3 separate regions of the Sus scrofa genome follow, and regions 1 and 3 are each linked to region 2. Evidence: chromatin contacts called from public HiChIP or PLAC-seq data. All regions are on one chromosome and are shown on one strand. Each heading gives the region's core, a stretch centred on a gene start, on an enhancer-like site or on the middle of the called end of the contact. The rest is flanking DNA. Distances are from core to core; before and after follow the strand shown.

What was found. HiChIP or PLAC-seq counts read pairs in DNA pulled down with a chosen protein or histone mark.
Region 1: a contact with region 2 is called in an H3K27ac HiChIP or PLAC-seq map of alveolar macrophages. The contact joins the promoter of CASP8AP2 here to the promoter of MAP3K7 in region 2. A contact is called at or near these places in 2 of 5 promoter capture datasets (fetal liver and liver), 12 of 47 Hi-C or Micro-C datasets (alveolar macrophages, blood, heart right ventricle and 5 more) and 1 of 2 datasets of contacts at active chromatin or transcription factors (alveolar macrophages).
Region 3: an H3K27ac HiChIP or PLAC-seq map of alveolar macrophages shows a contact between it and region 2. The contact joins the enhancer-like site here to the promoter of MAP3K7 in region 2. A contact is called at or near these places in 1 of 5 promoter capture datasets (liver), 10 of 47 Hi-C or Micro-C datasets (alveolar macrophages, blood, liver and 4 more) and 1 of 2 datasets of contacts at active chromatin or transcription factors (alveolar macrophages).

The regions. Positions count from the first base shown.
Region 1 is chr1:57,832,483-57,837,195 of Sscrofa11.1, forward strand. It overlaps CASP8AP2 (CASP8-associated protein 2), which reads left to right and starts at 1,769. Exons shown (of 11, transcript XM_005659298.3): 1 at 1,769-1,858.
Region 2 is chr1:58,545,798-58,550,870 of Sscrofa11.1, forward strand. It overlaps MAP3K7 (mitogen-activated protein kinase kinase kinase 7), which reads right to left and starts at 1,878. Exons shown (of 17, transcript NM_001114280.1): 1 at 1,759-1,878. The coding sequence starts at 1,878.
Region 3 is chr1:57,814,846-57,819,680 of Sscrofa11.1, forward strand. All of the region lies in intron 2 of MDN1 (midasin), which reads right to left. Among named protein-coding and RNA genes, the nearest start is that of MDN1, 9.1 kb to the right of the region's middle. Within about 2 kb of position 2,451, at least 8 of the 83 cell types and tissues checked have an H3K27ac peak or open chromatin away from gene starts, as enhancers often do. A contact at or near this core is called in alveolar macrophages, where this site is marked.

The sequences.
Region 1 (4,713 bases), core at 519-3,018, 710 kb before region 2:
ACTCCCCGAGCCACCAGGGAACTCCTCAATAAATATATATATATTTGTCTTTTTAGGGCCACACCCACAGCATATGGAGGTTCTCAGGCTAGGGGTCGAATGTAAGCTGCAGCTGCTGGCCTACACCACAGCCGCAGCAACTGGGGATCTGAGCTGAGTCTTCGACCCACACCACAGTTCATGGCAGTGCCAGATCCTTAACCCACTAAGCAAGGCCAGGGATTCTCTCCCTCTCTCTACATATATATACATATATATATAGGTGTGTGTGTATACACACATACACATATTTTGTCTTTTTAGGGCTGCACCTTTGGCATATTGAAGTTTCCCAGGCTAAGGTTCAAATCAGAGCTGAAGCTGCCAGCCTACGCCACAGCCACAGCCATGCCAGATTTGAGGCTCCTCTGTGATCTACACCACAGCTCATGGCAACGCTGGATCCTTAACCCACTGAGAGAGGCCAGGGATAGAACCTGCATCCTCACAGATACTTGTCAGATTCGTTACAGTTGAGCCATAATGGGAATACCCCCAACAAATATTTTTTTGATGAATTCTATCATTAAGCACTCATACTGAAAAACAGGATTCAATCAACTGCTAAGTTTTGTCAATTTTACCTCCTAAATATTCTAAAATCAGTCCCCTTGTCTACTTGCCATCTCCCTTAGGTCCTCTTCTTATCTAGCCTGGGTCCCTGCAATACCATCTCAAAACCCTCCTTCTCAAGGCCAACAGATCTTACTAATGTAAATCAGATTATGACCACCCCAAACTTAAAAATCCTTCGGTGTTCCCCCATACCTCGTCATCTAAAGGTGAATTCCAGGCTCTATGACATATATGTGGCCCTTCAAGGTCTGGCTTCTGACTCCCTCTCCAGCCTCATCTCACACTTTATGCTCCAGCAACTATGAATGCCTGCTGATTGCACACCTTCTACCCTTTCTCAGTTTCCACTACCTGGAATGCTTCTGGCTAGCTAACTTCTCTTCAGAAGCAAAGGTGGTTGGAGGAGAATCTAGGAAACCAGTATTCTTCCAGAACATATTTTCCCAAACGGGACCCTTTCTGAAAAATATAACTTGTTATGTTATGCCAGTTGCAAGTTGTTAAAATGGACAAACATAAGTAAAAGACTAGGAATCAAAACCACATCCCTAGATGAGGTAGCGGCGGAAGTTGGCTTGGCTTTATTTCCCCACCAATCAATCGCGCAGGCTCCGCCTCCAGAGGCTAGACCCTACCCGCACCTCAGATTCCCCCAGGTGCTTACTAAAAGACAATTCAGGTCTTTTACCTCTAAAAAAGCACTCCTCTCCCTCCCACCCCACTGGACTGGTATCCCCTCCTCGAAGCTCCTAACTCCTTGAAATAAATTGCTCATCATTCAGTAAACAGTGCTTGCTCATCGTTATAGAGACAGCGCCCAGCACCAGCCTAGCACGCGGTTGACAGTCAATAGAATTAATAGCTAAATAAGTGACAGGCTCTTCTCAGAGCTTACTTTTCCTGTCGTGAAAAGGCTTCTTCCGGACCCCGCCCCTACCTCAGCCAAGGTCCTGCCCCTTCCGTAGTGAGACCTCGCCCCTTCGGCCCGCCAGCTCAGGCCCCGCCCCTTTTCTTTAAACTCCCTAGAAGACTGTGAGAGTTTGGCGCCAATCGTGTTTTTTTTAATCCCTCCCAAAGGCGGGAACTAGTAATGTGCGCCGGGACGTGCTTTGCGTCTGATCTGATTGGCCATGGTCGCTCTGTCCCGCCTCCGCGTGCTGATAGCGCCCTGGCATTGGTGGAGATGAGAGGGAGACCTTGGTGTCCAGAAAGGATCCCGGCCGCTTTGGGCCAGGCGGGGCGGGTAAGTTGATGTAGGGGTCGGTTCTGTCCCGAGCTGCTGGAGAAGACGTTGCATCGCACAGTAGTGGTCTGCGTGGAGGCCAGCGGAGGCCGGCGGCATCCGGGAAGCAAGGAGTCGAAGGGAGCGCGGAGTTGGTGGAGGGAGGGCGCGCCTGCTGTCTGGGGCCCCCAGGTAGCCGCGTTCCCACCGCCTTCGGAGGTAGCTTCTGGGCTCGCCCCCCAATACCTCTGTGGTCCCTCGAGAGGATCTGGAAGGGGGAGGGGGCGAGGGAGAGCGCAGGTAGGAATTGTCCTTTCGACTTCGCTTCCTGCCCCTCCCCCCAGTTACCTTCTCCTGGGAAGGTATTCTTTAAAAGCTTTTGGGGTTCTTTGGAGGAATGGTTTTCCCTGGGTCTGGTGATCACTGATGCGGGTTGTTTCTGAGATAGTTACGCCCAGAAAAGTTGTTTATCTTAATCTCTACAGCACTAGAACCATGCCTAACACATAATAGGCCCTAAATCAAATGTGAACATGGAATTCTCAGAGTTTCAGGATTTGTGCTTCAGGCGTCAAGGTAGCTCTTCCCTGGTCTTTCCCATTCTCCACAGCTCCAGCTCCAAACCTTTTGCCTCTCTTCAAGACCCTTCCCCCATCTCACTTAAGCCCTCTTTGATTAGGGGGCGGACAGAGGCCTTCTGGGAGAAAATCCTCCCATTCCCAATTATCTAATACGTTTCTTGCCATTTTACAAGAGCTCGTCCCTTAAAAAAATTTACACTCTTTTTTCTAATGTGATATTCTTGATTTTGTCATCATGCTTTAGAGACAGCTGGGATCCTATCCTTTTACCAGATGTTTGACCGTGGGGCAAGTCTTTTTTTCTTATCCGTTTCCTCATCAGTAAATTGGGAAAAATAATGGTATGTACCTTGTAGGACTTTTGTCAAGATTTAAAGTAAATTAATATTGTATTTAGAGTATTAGATCGGTACATAATGTACAGTATATATATGGCTTTTTTAATTCTTTTACCCTTACATCTCTTTAGGGATCTCACTGTATTAGATTAAGCCTTTCACATGAACCTAAAAATACCCTCTTCCCTGACTCTACAAATGTTTTTGTTTTTCTATACAAATGTTCGTTTCATTCCCTCAATTTTTTTTTAAGGAAACTTATATCAGAATCTTTTTTTTTTTTTTTTTGTCTTTTTGCTTTTTCTAGGGCCTCTCCCGCAGCATATGGAGGTTCCCAGGCTAGGGGTCTAATCGGAGCTGTAGCCACCGGCCTACGCCACAGCAGCAGGGATCCGAGCCACATCTGTGGCCTACACCACAGCTCACGGCAATGCCAGATCCTTAACCCACTGAGTGAGGCCAGGGATCGAACCCACAACCTCATGGTTCCTAGTCGGATTCGTTAACCACTGCGCCAGGACGGGAACTCCCAATGACCCTTCTCTCATCTGCTTAGTTTTCACACATCCGAATCCTTTGGGATTCTTCCTCAAAAGATTATGAAGGAGGAGTTCTCGTCGTGGCGCAGTGGAAGCGAATCTGACTAGGAACCGTGAGGTTTCGGTTGGATCCTTGGCCTCTCTCTGGGTTACAGATTCCGCATTGCTGTGAGCTGTAGTGTAAGTCGCAGATGCGGCTGGATCTGGAGTTGCTGTGGCTCTGGCGTGGGCGGGCGGCTACAGCTCCGATTGGACCCCTAGCCTGGGAACCTCCACGTGCCGTTGGTGCGGCCCTAAAAAAAGACAGAAAAAAAAAAAAGATTATGAACAAGCATGCAGCTCTTTTCTTTAATCATGTTTCTCAACTTTAAAAATTTTGCCTCTAGACTTTTCATAGGTTCAACACTCTTGTCTGTAGCTACTCTCATTGTATATTGAGATCCTCATTTGGGGAAAGGTGAGAGCAAGTGTGAAAAAGTCCTTTTCTCAAGAGATTCTGATACATGATTTTTCCTCCTCTTCTTCCTCTCCTTTCAAGAGAATCATTGGTCGTTGTGATTTCAAGAATGCTATAGCAATTGTGTCTTTTTTTTGGCCACAGGTGCAGCATATGGAAGTTCCCAGGCTAGGGGTTGTGTCAGAGGTACAGCTGCTAGCCTACACCACAGCCATAGCAATGCCAGATCCTGTCTGAGTCTGTGACCTACGCCACAGGGATCAAACCTGCATCCTTATGAATACTAGCCAGTTTCTGCCCAGCCGCAATGGGAATTTCATGTCTTTTGTGTGTGGGTGTGTGTGTGTGTATCTTTTTAGGGCTACACCTGTGGTATAGGGAGGTTCCCAGGCTAGGGTCGAATCGGAGCTGTAGCCACTGGCCTATGCCACAGCCACACCAATGCCAGATCTGAGCCATGTCTGCAACCTACACCACAGCTCACAGCAATGCCCGATCCTTAACCCACTGAGTGAGGCCAGGGATCCAGTCTGTGTCCTCATGATTACTAGTCAGTTTTGTTTCCACTGAGCCATGATGGGAACTCTTCTTCTTTTTTTTTTTTTTTTTTTTTTTTTTCATTTTAAGGCCACACCTGTGGCATATGGAGGTTCTCAGCCTAGGGGTCGAATTGGAGCTGTAGCCACTGGCCTACGCCACAGCAACACCAGATCTGAGCTGTGTCTGCGACCTACACCACAGCTCACGGCAATGCCGATTCTTTAACACACTGAGCGAAGCCAGGGATCCAATCTGCAAACTCATGGTTCCTTGTCAGATTGATTTCCGTTGCACCACGATGGGAACGCTCTCTCTTTTTTTTTTTTTTTTAATTGAAGTAAGGTTGATTTACAGTGCTGTTTCTGGTGTACAGCAAAATGGTTCAGTAATACATAAATGCATATTCTTTTCCATTATGGTT
Region 2 (5,073 bases), core at 628-3,127:
AGTAACAACCAGGAATATAAAATGCTTTAGAAAGCAGTGTGTGAAAACTAAGGTTGTAAAAACCAAATGATGTAAGTCTGTAAGAACATTTGGTAGACCATGAAGTAAAAGTTATTATTATAAAACAATTTGTAGTCTACAAGCATAGCAGTTTGCCACAGAGTAGACGTAAATGCTTATTTAAAAACTGCAATTCTTTTATACTGACTCACTGAATTTTTATTCTTAAAAAAGAAAGAATGTTAGCCATGAAAGCTGGATTAACTATCCAATTCTGAAAAAGGACTTTATCATAGCCTCAATAGAAAACACACACAAATCCCACCACCCCCTTTCCAAAATATGGGTCCTTCTTTTAGTAATGTGACCTTAAAGAAGGTCACTATTCTGCTGTGAAACTCAGTTTCCCAGTAATGTGTATCAGGCACTGTGCTGGGTGCTTTGCATGTGTTGCCTAATAAGATCTGTTATGTAGATAAAATGAAACAGAAATTATTACCCCTATTTTACAATTAAGGAAACTAAAGCTCAAAAAGGTCAGGAAACCTGCTCCAATCAAAGAGCTATTAAGTGACATAGCTGATATACTACACACTTCATCTAACTCCAAAGGCCATTTTATACCACCTTGTAAAATGAGGTTCTTTTCAGTAATCTTTAAGATTATCTTATGCAAGTAAAAACTATGATTAAGTAATCCATTATTTGTCCAAAACATACATACAAAAATGTATTTGTTGAAGGATAACTACTTTTAGCTTGCCACTACCTAAAAATAATTTGGACTTTTAAAGTAGAGATTAAAACTCTTTGAGAGTTTGTAATTTTAGGACACAGAGTTCTCTATGGCCTATGTAATGCAAAGTGCTTAGTAAATTTTTTTTTTGCCATATGGTATTTTTTAGTATGAAATATATGGTAAATAATAGATATAATTTTCAACCAAAGTTTTAACACTTTCTAAAATGTGTCTTTAAAATACATACACAGATTTTACTTTTCCAAATTTTATGGTCCTTGCAACCAATCTCTGTGAATTTGAAAAGAGGCAGTGTATTAAAGGCATATTATTACCTTGCTCTAAAATAATTCTGGCTGTCACCGAAATTAGTTATTTCTTCAGAATATCTACTTGAAATATTTTTTCATAATATACCAGTCTATATTACTAAAGATGAAATTAATCTATATTAGTCGAATTGATGGAATAACATTTAATATTACAACGGCTGCTCTATAGAATCGGAGAAACAGAACCATCCGGTACTCGGGGAAACACTGCATTAGACATGATGATGTATTAATTTACCAAACACACACTGAGCATTCACTGCGTACTAGGCACTGAACTTGATGTCGAAGATAATACAATCCTTGGCTCTTAAGAACACTTTGTCTTAGAGAACTAAAACTCCAAAACGGCCATGGTCTTTGATTTACTACTTACAGACTTGAGATCTGGTGGACCACAAGACCTCACCAGATCTCACGATCTCAGTTCATCCTTCTCTTTGAGATGAACCAAATCCAGGCACCGGAATATCAAATCCAAACAAGAGTGCCGAAAGGAGGAAAAATGGGAGATAACCCAGAGCAGCTAAACGCAGGGAGTCTGCTCTACACCCGATCTTTGTGGGGTGTGGGGGCTTCCTGGTGGACCCCGCGAAACAGAAGGGTCAGGGAGGCGCCTTAAGAGCTGGGACCAGGCAGAAGAGGTCCCCGGCTCGGGCCAGCGCTTCAGTGACTGGCCTCGCTCACCTCCTCCACCTCGATCTCCTTGTAGTCGATCTCTTCAAAGTTGAGGACTTGGGAGGGGGCTTCGATCATCTCACCGGCGGAAGACGAAGAGGAGGAGGAAGCGGCAGAGGCTGTAGACATGATCCCTCGCGGAGCCCGGGGGGCCCGGGAAGGCTGCCGCCCGGACAGTCCGGGGGAGACCCGCGCCCACCCGCCTCCGGACCGACCTTCAACCTGGAGCCACGGCGATCCGTGGCGGGGACAGGGGCAGCGGCCACAGCGGAGTCCGGGCTCCGGCTCCGCTGCGTTTTCCGCTGCCGGGCCCCGCCCACCAAACTTCCGGTTCCGGCCTGAAATCGGGAACCGGAGGAGGGCCGTGAGCTCCAGGGAGGGGAGGGGAGAATTTGGTGACAGAGCAAAGAAGGACAGGTTGGGGTGGAGTGGGGGAGGGTGAGAGTCTAGCTTGGACCTCTAGGACAAATTTCGCGAGATTTTTGTTAACAGGCCTCAGAAACCGGCTGATACCGCGAGAGCTGAGGAGTTGACGTAATCAGAACGCGCGAACGGAAGTGGCGCGGAGCATGATGGAATATCAGTGTGGTTGGTCCTTCAGGAACCAGCGGGAAAGATAAAAGCTTCGGTTCCAATTCTTCATGAACTATGTTGTGGCCCTGCTCTTTTTTGTCTGAGACCTGCAGACGGACGAGGGTAGTATTGGATTTAGTTTTTGTGACGAAGCTTAATTGTCCGTTTCACCCCCAAGCTATACTGAACTGTCTCTATAAAAAGCCTTGGGAAATATATTCCCTCAGTGTGTTTGGAAGGAAGCAGTTGCTACTGTTACTATGAGCCAACCCCTTATGCTCTGAGAGATTGTAAAGAAAATACACAGCGAGCCAGCGCATGTAACCCGAATAACATTATATAGGCTCACGAACAGAAGTTAATATTAGGTAAGGTAGATAAGTATAATTTGGCATAATTTATCGTTCATCTGAATTTATGGATGTATTAATTGTACATGTCGAGTGCTGCACACTGTGTTTTATAATCGTTAATAAGAGCCTTGGAGATTAAATGTTTTTGTTGCCATTTCAGGACATGAGAAAATAGGCTCAGAAAGAGTGAAACAATTAAGATTCTGATAAGCTAGTAGAACCTTGGTCAGTATATCTCCACGGTGGAAAGTATTGCCTATATTGTGCTGTCGACACAATTTTTAGTTTTTTACTGTTAAACATTAGTCAGTTTGACATGAAGACTAACCGGGAAAATTGGAGTTATAGATGAAAGTTTAAAGATCAAGAATGAAACCCGGCAAATGTCAAATTCTTAGTCTCAGTAAGAGACCAAAAATGTACAGTCAGAAAACCGGAGTGAAGGAAATAGAGATCGGAATATCACTGGAGGAGAGCTTATTAATTAAAGAATAGCCAACTAAATAAGGCTGTATAGAAGTAAGTTTGACACATTCAGGATTTCAAATAAGTCATTGAATTTGTCAGTTATGAACTCCTGGAGAACATTCTGTCATTTTTTTTTTTATTTGTGGTTCTAGTAACATTCAGTGGTAGTTTGGTGAATGGGTAAGAGAATGAAAGAATAATTTCTTCTTACAGTACAGTCTCCAGGTGATCTTACCCAGGGTCTTGACCACTCCTCTGGTGATAACTCCCAATCTTTTCCCAGTGTTCAGATTTTTCCCGACCTGTTGTGGACATCTCTATTTAGATGTAAGATAAACACCTAAACTTTAATATTTCAAAAGCCAATTCAAAAGTTATCACCCACCACATATATTTTTTGTGTGCATTGTCTGTCTCCTTGAAGGATCCCATCATCTACTCAGATATCCCAGTAAGAAATCAGCTTTATTTCTACATATAAAATGGTGCTTAGTGCACTAATAACCAAATAGAAGCATATTAAGTCAGTGGAATAACCATTTTACCTGTCATTTCTTTTCTCAAATTCCCAAACTAGGATGGTCACCTTTTAACCTCAACCTGTCACTCTGTAGGTCATATCCAATTTCTAACTCCTTGATCTTAATACAGTAGATGCTATGAAATGGGAACTCAAGAAATATTTGTTATACGTCTGGATGGAAGAACAGGTTTTGCCAGTCTTCACTCTCCTTGGAGTGCAAGATGTGTTTTCTATATCTTCAGTTTAGGCCTAGAATCATACTGATATGGGACTAATCACTATAGACTTGATACTGTTCTGCTTGATTTTCCTGCTAACATTTTGTTATGAAAAATACCAAACATAAAAGTTGAAAGGATTTTATAGTGAACATCTCTATACTTAATACGCCAAGATGCTCTTGTTATCATTTCAGTATACTTGTTTTATCATATATCTATCTACTCATATGTACATCTATCTTATTGGGTGCATTTCAAAGTGAATTTCCTACATGATCTTGAACATCTACCCCAGTACCTCTGCTTCTGTGTCTTATGCATTGATTTAGATTTCTGATATTGACAGTAATCTAAAATCAATTTTTGTCCTATTTGCAGACTTTTTTTTTTTTTTTTTTTTGCCTACCTGTCACCTCCGCTAGCTTCTGATAATGAAGTCCCAGCTCCCAGCAGTGCTTATATGTCTGTGGATCCAGTAATTCCTAAGGTCCAGTCACCTCTCCCATTTTGTGATTTGATTATGTGAGCTTGTAAATTCCCATTTTTCATTTAAGCTGAATCAAGTTGTATTTTTGTCACTTGCAGTTAAAGAATCCTAAGTAATATAGTTTGAATACAGAGAAATGAGGGAGGGAGCCTGTATTTGTCTTAGTTCACCTCAAAGCTTATTTAACTTTCATGAGTTACAGATGGAAGCTTGGACCTCACAATTTCATGTCAGCTACAGTTGCTAGTCTATTTAGTCTCCACAAATTTCCAGAGATATATATCAAAGTATTTAAGTGGTTTCCTTCAAGTCCCTCCCAGCACTCTGCTCTCCCCACTACCCATCCTTATGTCAGTGTCTTAATAACCAGTCTAACCTTCAATTCTGTCTTCAGTTTTAAGTCTTATATTACCCAGGGGATGAGGGCAAAGAGTTTTGAAATCCATTTCCCATCATCTCTTTGCATGTTCTAAATGGGATTCTTAATTTTTTTTTAATCTTTTTAGGGCTGGACCTGTGGCATATGGAAGTTCCCAGGCCAGGAGTTGAATTGGAGCTGCAGCTGCTGACCTACACTACAGCCACAGCAATGTAGGATCTGAGTGGCATCTTTGACCTACACCACAGTTCACGGCAACATGGGCTCCTTAACACACAGAGTGGGGTCAGGGATCAAACTTGAGTCCTCATGGATACTAA
Region 3 (4,835 bases), core at 1,201-3,700, 730 kb before region 2:
CTTGCAGCATATGGGAGTTCCCAGGCTAGGGGTCGAATCAGAGCTGCAGCTGCCAGTCTATACCACAGAAACACCAGATCTAAGTCGCATCTGCAACTTACACTATAGACTGCAGCAATGCTGGATCCTTAACCCATTGAGCAAGGCCAGGGATCAAACCTGCATTGTCGTGGATATTAGTCGGATTCTTAACCTGCTGAGCCACAACAGAAACTCCTATACAACTATTAAAATAACTTTATTTACTTACACACAAAGACATCCACATGTGACTAAATCTAAAAAACAAGACACAAGTTAAAAATTATAATATGTAAAATTTTTGGCCCCATCCATGGCATGCAAAAGATCCTGGGTTATGGATCAAATGTTCGCCACAGCTGTAACCAGAGCCACAGCAGTGACAACACCGGATCCTTAACCTGCTGAGCCACCACGAAACTCCAAACTTTATTTCAAAAGTATGTACACAAGTGTTCTAAAATTTGCAGTAGTGATGGTTGCATATCTGTGAATATATTAAAAAACCACCGAATTGTATACTTATGAACTATATCTCAATAAAGCTATTTTTTAAATATATGCATATAAATATATTAGTGTGCAGACTCTCTGGTGGGTGTAAGAGAAAAAGAAGAGAGATTTGGCCAACTAGTATCCATTAGGATGTGGGTCTGGTCCCTGGCCTCGATCAGTGGGTCGGGGATCCAGCACTGCCACAGGCTGTGGCACAGGTTGCAGACACGGCTCAGGTCCCATATGGCTGTGGTATAGGCTAGAAGCTGTAGCTCCAGTTCGACCCCTAGCCTGGAACTTCCATGTGCCATGAGTATGGCCCTAAAAAAGCAAAAACACAAAAGAAATACGGAAGGAAATGAACCAAACTACTAACAGCAGTTATCTCTGGAGTAGGATTTCAGGGTGGAGAGGACTTCTGTTTTTTACAATTCTGTATTGTTAAGTTTTATTTAAATATATTACTTCCGTAATTTAAAGAAAAGAGAATGTTCTTTTCCTCAGAAGGATGCTGTCAGAATAAGGAAGGAGTTCCCTGGTGGCACAGTGGGTTAAAGATCCGGTGTTGTGATCCACTATGGCACGGATTTGATCCTTGGCCCAGAAACTTCCACATGCTATATGTGAGGCCAAAAATAGTAACTCCTGGGGGCAGAAGTTCCCGTCATGGCGCAGTGGACACAAATCCGACTAGGAACAATTAGGTTGCGGGTTCGATCCCTGGCCTCACTCAGTGGGTTAAGGATCCAGTGTTGCCGTGAGCTATGGCGTAGGTTGCATACGCAGTTTGGATCCCGTGTTGCTGTGGCTGTGGTGTAGTCTGGCAGCTGTAGCTCCGACTGGACCCCTAGCCTGAGAACCTCCATATGCCACGTGAGTGCAGCCCTAAAAAGCAAAATAATAATAATTCTGGGGGAAGAGTCTAAAATTAAAGAGTGTCACCTTTATAGCATTCCTGAACACAGTTTTGAAGCAGAGGTGTAAAAAAGCAAAACTACTTTTTTTTCGCCACATCCTTGGCATGTGGAAGTTCCTAGGCCAGGGATGGAACTGCAGTGACGACATAGGATCCTTAACCCGCTGTGCCATTAGAGAACTCTAGAGCATAACAACTTTTGGTCCCTCGTTCTATGCCAGCCTGATTTCAGCATGACTGGCCATATACACAAGACCCCCCACACATGGAACATGCCCTACCACAGCACTTTACCTTCTACTGACCACAAAGACAGAAACTATGCCTACCCATTATTGCTCTTTCCAATCAAAGACATCAATGATGTGGATCCACATGTCCAGGACAAACTGGCAGCAAATGCAAAACTGAAGCCAAGAAATTAACCCAGTACAGCCCAAATGAACTATATTAAGTCCCCCCTTACCCACAGAAAATGTGTTTGAAGATCTTCAGTGGATGCCTGTAACCACTGATAGTACCGAACCCTATATACACTTTTTTCCTATACATACCTGCTTATGATAAAGTTTAATTTATAAATACACAGAATATCTGAATTGCCAGCATCACTACTCTTGCACTTGGGAGTCATTACTAAGTAAAATAAAGGTTACTTGTCAACAAGCATTGCAATATTGCAACTCCAATGACCACTAAGTGACTAAGAGGTGGGTAGCAATACAGAGTGGATACACCAGAGAGAGAGATGACTCATATCCCGGGCAGGATGGCACAAGGCTTCATCGCACTACTCAGAACAGCAGGCAATCTAAAACTTATATGTTTATTTCCAGAATTTTCCATTTAATTTTTTGGACATAGCAGACTTCAGTTAATTGCAACCACAGGAAACGAAACCATGGATAAAGGGGGACTGCTGTATTCTTTCCCTCTTGGGAGTATAAATAATCCTTAGCTATAGCATGCTGTTCAGGTCAAGTTTTTTTAAGTCAGTCAGCAAATACATGAATGGCTCAGCCAGGATGAGTGGGCAGCATGACAAACTAGAAAAAAGGAAGCATGGGCTTTGGAGGCAGTCAACCGAATACTGAATTCCAACTCTACCACTTTCTAGCAAAAGGACCTTTGGCATTATTTAACATCTCTGAGCCTCAGTTTCCTCATCTGTAAAATGGGAGTAACACCTAACGGCTGAGTGGAGACAGAGTCAATAAAATACAAGAGAAGCTGCTGCAGTAGTTCTCATCATTAATGAAAGGCAGCCATCACAAGATCTGCCATCATTGATGAAGTTCCCATTGTGGCTCAGTGCTAACAATCCCAATTAAAACCCATGAAGATGCGAAGATGCAGGTTCAATCCCTGGACTCGCTCAGTGGGTTAAGGTTCTGGCGTTGCTGTGAGCTGTGGTGTAGGTCACAGACATGGCTTGGATCTGGCACTGCTGTGGTTGTGGCATAGGCCAGCAGGCGCAGCTCCATTCTGACCCTTAGCCTGGGAACGTCCATGTACCACAAGTGCTGCCCTAGGAAGACTGAAAAAAAAAAAAAAAAAAAAAAAAAAGGAATTCCTACATTTATCTATTGATTTGAATGACTGCATCCTATCTAAATATATTACGGTATATTGGAGTTCCCATCGTGGCTCAGTGGCTAATGAATCCCACTAGGAACCATGAAGTTGCAGTGTAGGTCACAGACATGGCTCAGATCCTGTTGTTGCTGTGGCTGTAGCGTAGGCTTGTGGCTACAGCTCCGATTAGACCCCTAGCCTGGGAACCTCCATATGCCAAGGGTATGGCCCTAAAAAGACAAAAAACGGAAAAAAAAAAGGCCATAAAATTTGAAGCAAATGGGAAACCAGAAGTAACTAATCCATCATGTTAATGATTTTTCAAACAGAATCCATAAGCATTCCACCACAAAGACTTGAGAGAAATGAAGTTCAAGTTACTCACACATCAATCCTATAGGATAAGTAGAGAATAGTCAGCACATCTTGTCAAACAGTGCCACACTCAAGTACAAATAGGCAATTAAAGCACCCAGTGAGGCCACAGTCCCAATCTTCAAACAACGTAGAGCATAGGTTCCTGATTACCATGTATGATGGTGAACTTAAACTCTGTTGTACATTCTATCTAGTTCCACCAAACTGGGCTCATTTTTTTGTTCCTTCTCTTTTAGAAAAACTCACACATATTATAGTTTTCCCCAAGCCTTCATTTCTTCTTTTCTTTCTTTTTTATTTATTTATTTTTGTTTTTTAGGGCCATACCTGCAGCATATGGAAGTTCCCGGGCTAGGGGTTGAACTGGAGCTATAGGTGCCAGCCAACACTACAGCCAGAGCAAAACCAGCTACCCTCTTTGTCTGTGACCTACACCACAGCTCAGGGGAATGCCAGATCCTTTAACCCACTGAGCAGGGCCAGGGTCAAACCCAAGTCCTCATAGATACTGGTTGTGTTGGTTTCCACTAAGCTACAGTGAGGACTCCCAATTTCTTATTCCTTCATCCAAAGACCAGACTAGAGATCATACTTCCAATAAAGCTAGTGTACTTTCTTTGTTGAGGATGCCTAATAATGAAATGGATATGAGACACTTCTAGAAGTTCCCATCGTGGCAAAGCTGAAACAATCCAACTAGGAACCATCAAGTTGCAGTTTCGATCCCTGGCCTGGATCGGTGGGTTGGGGATCTGGTGTTGCTGTGGGCTATGGTGTAGGTCACAGATGCGGCTCGGCTCTGGCGTGGCTGTGACATAGGCTGGCAGCTGTAGCTCCGATTAGACCTCTAGCCTGGGACCCTCCATGTGGCACAGGTATGGCCCTAAAAAGCAAAAAAAAAAAAAAAAAGACAGAGAGAGAGAGAGAAACACTTCTATTAGTGCACAGAACACTATTCATGTTTAGAGTGAAAGCCATTTATCTTCTCAAGCGAAAAATCTCTGACACTCACTTTTCTGCCTCTTTTGACTATTCCACATAAATTGTATTTTCCTACCAATCTGTGAAGCCAGATGAAGTGGCACATGCCTACAATCCCAGGTACTCAAGAGGCTGAGAAGCAAGAGGGTCGCTTGAGTCAGGAGTTACTGGCTGCAGTGCACTATGCCAACTGGGTGCCGGTCTGCACTAAGTTCAGCATCACTACAATGGTCTCATGGGAGCAGGGAATCACCAGGTTACCTAAGGCAGGGTGAACCAGCTCAAGATGGAAAAAGAGCAGGTTAAAAGAGAAATAGATTGGAATCCAGGTCTAACACAACTTCTTACCACACAGTGGATCTGGACAGACTTACAGAAAGTTGGACGGGACCTTAGAGCTCTTATAACCCACCCTTTCAGTTGGAAGGGACATTAGAGCTCTTGTAACCCACCCCTTCAGCTGCTCCTT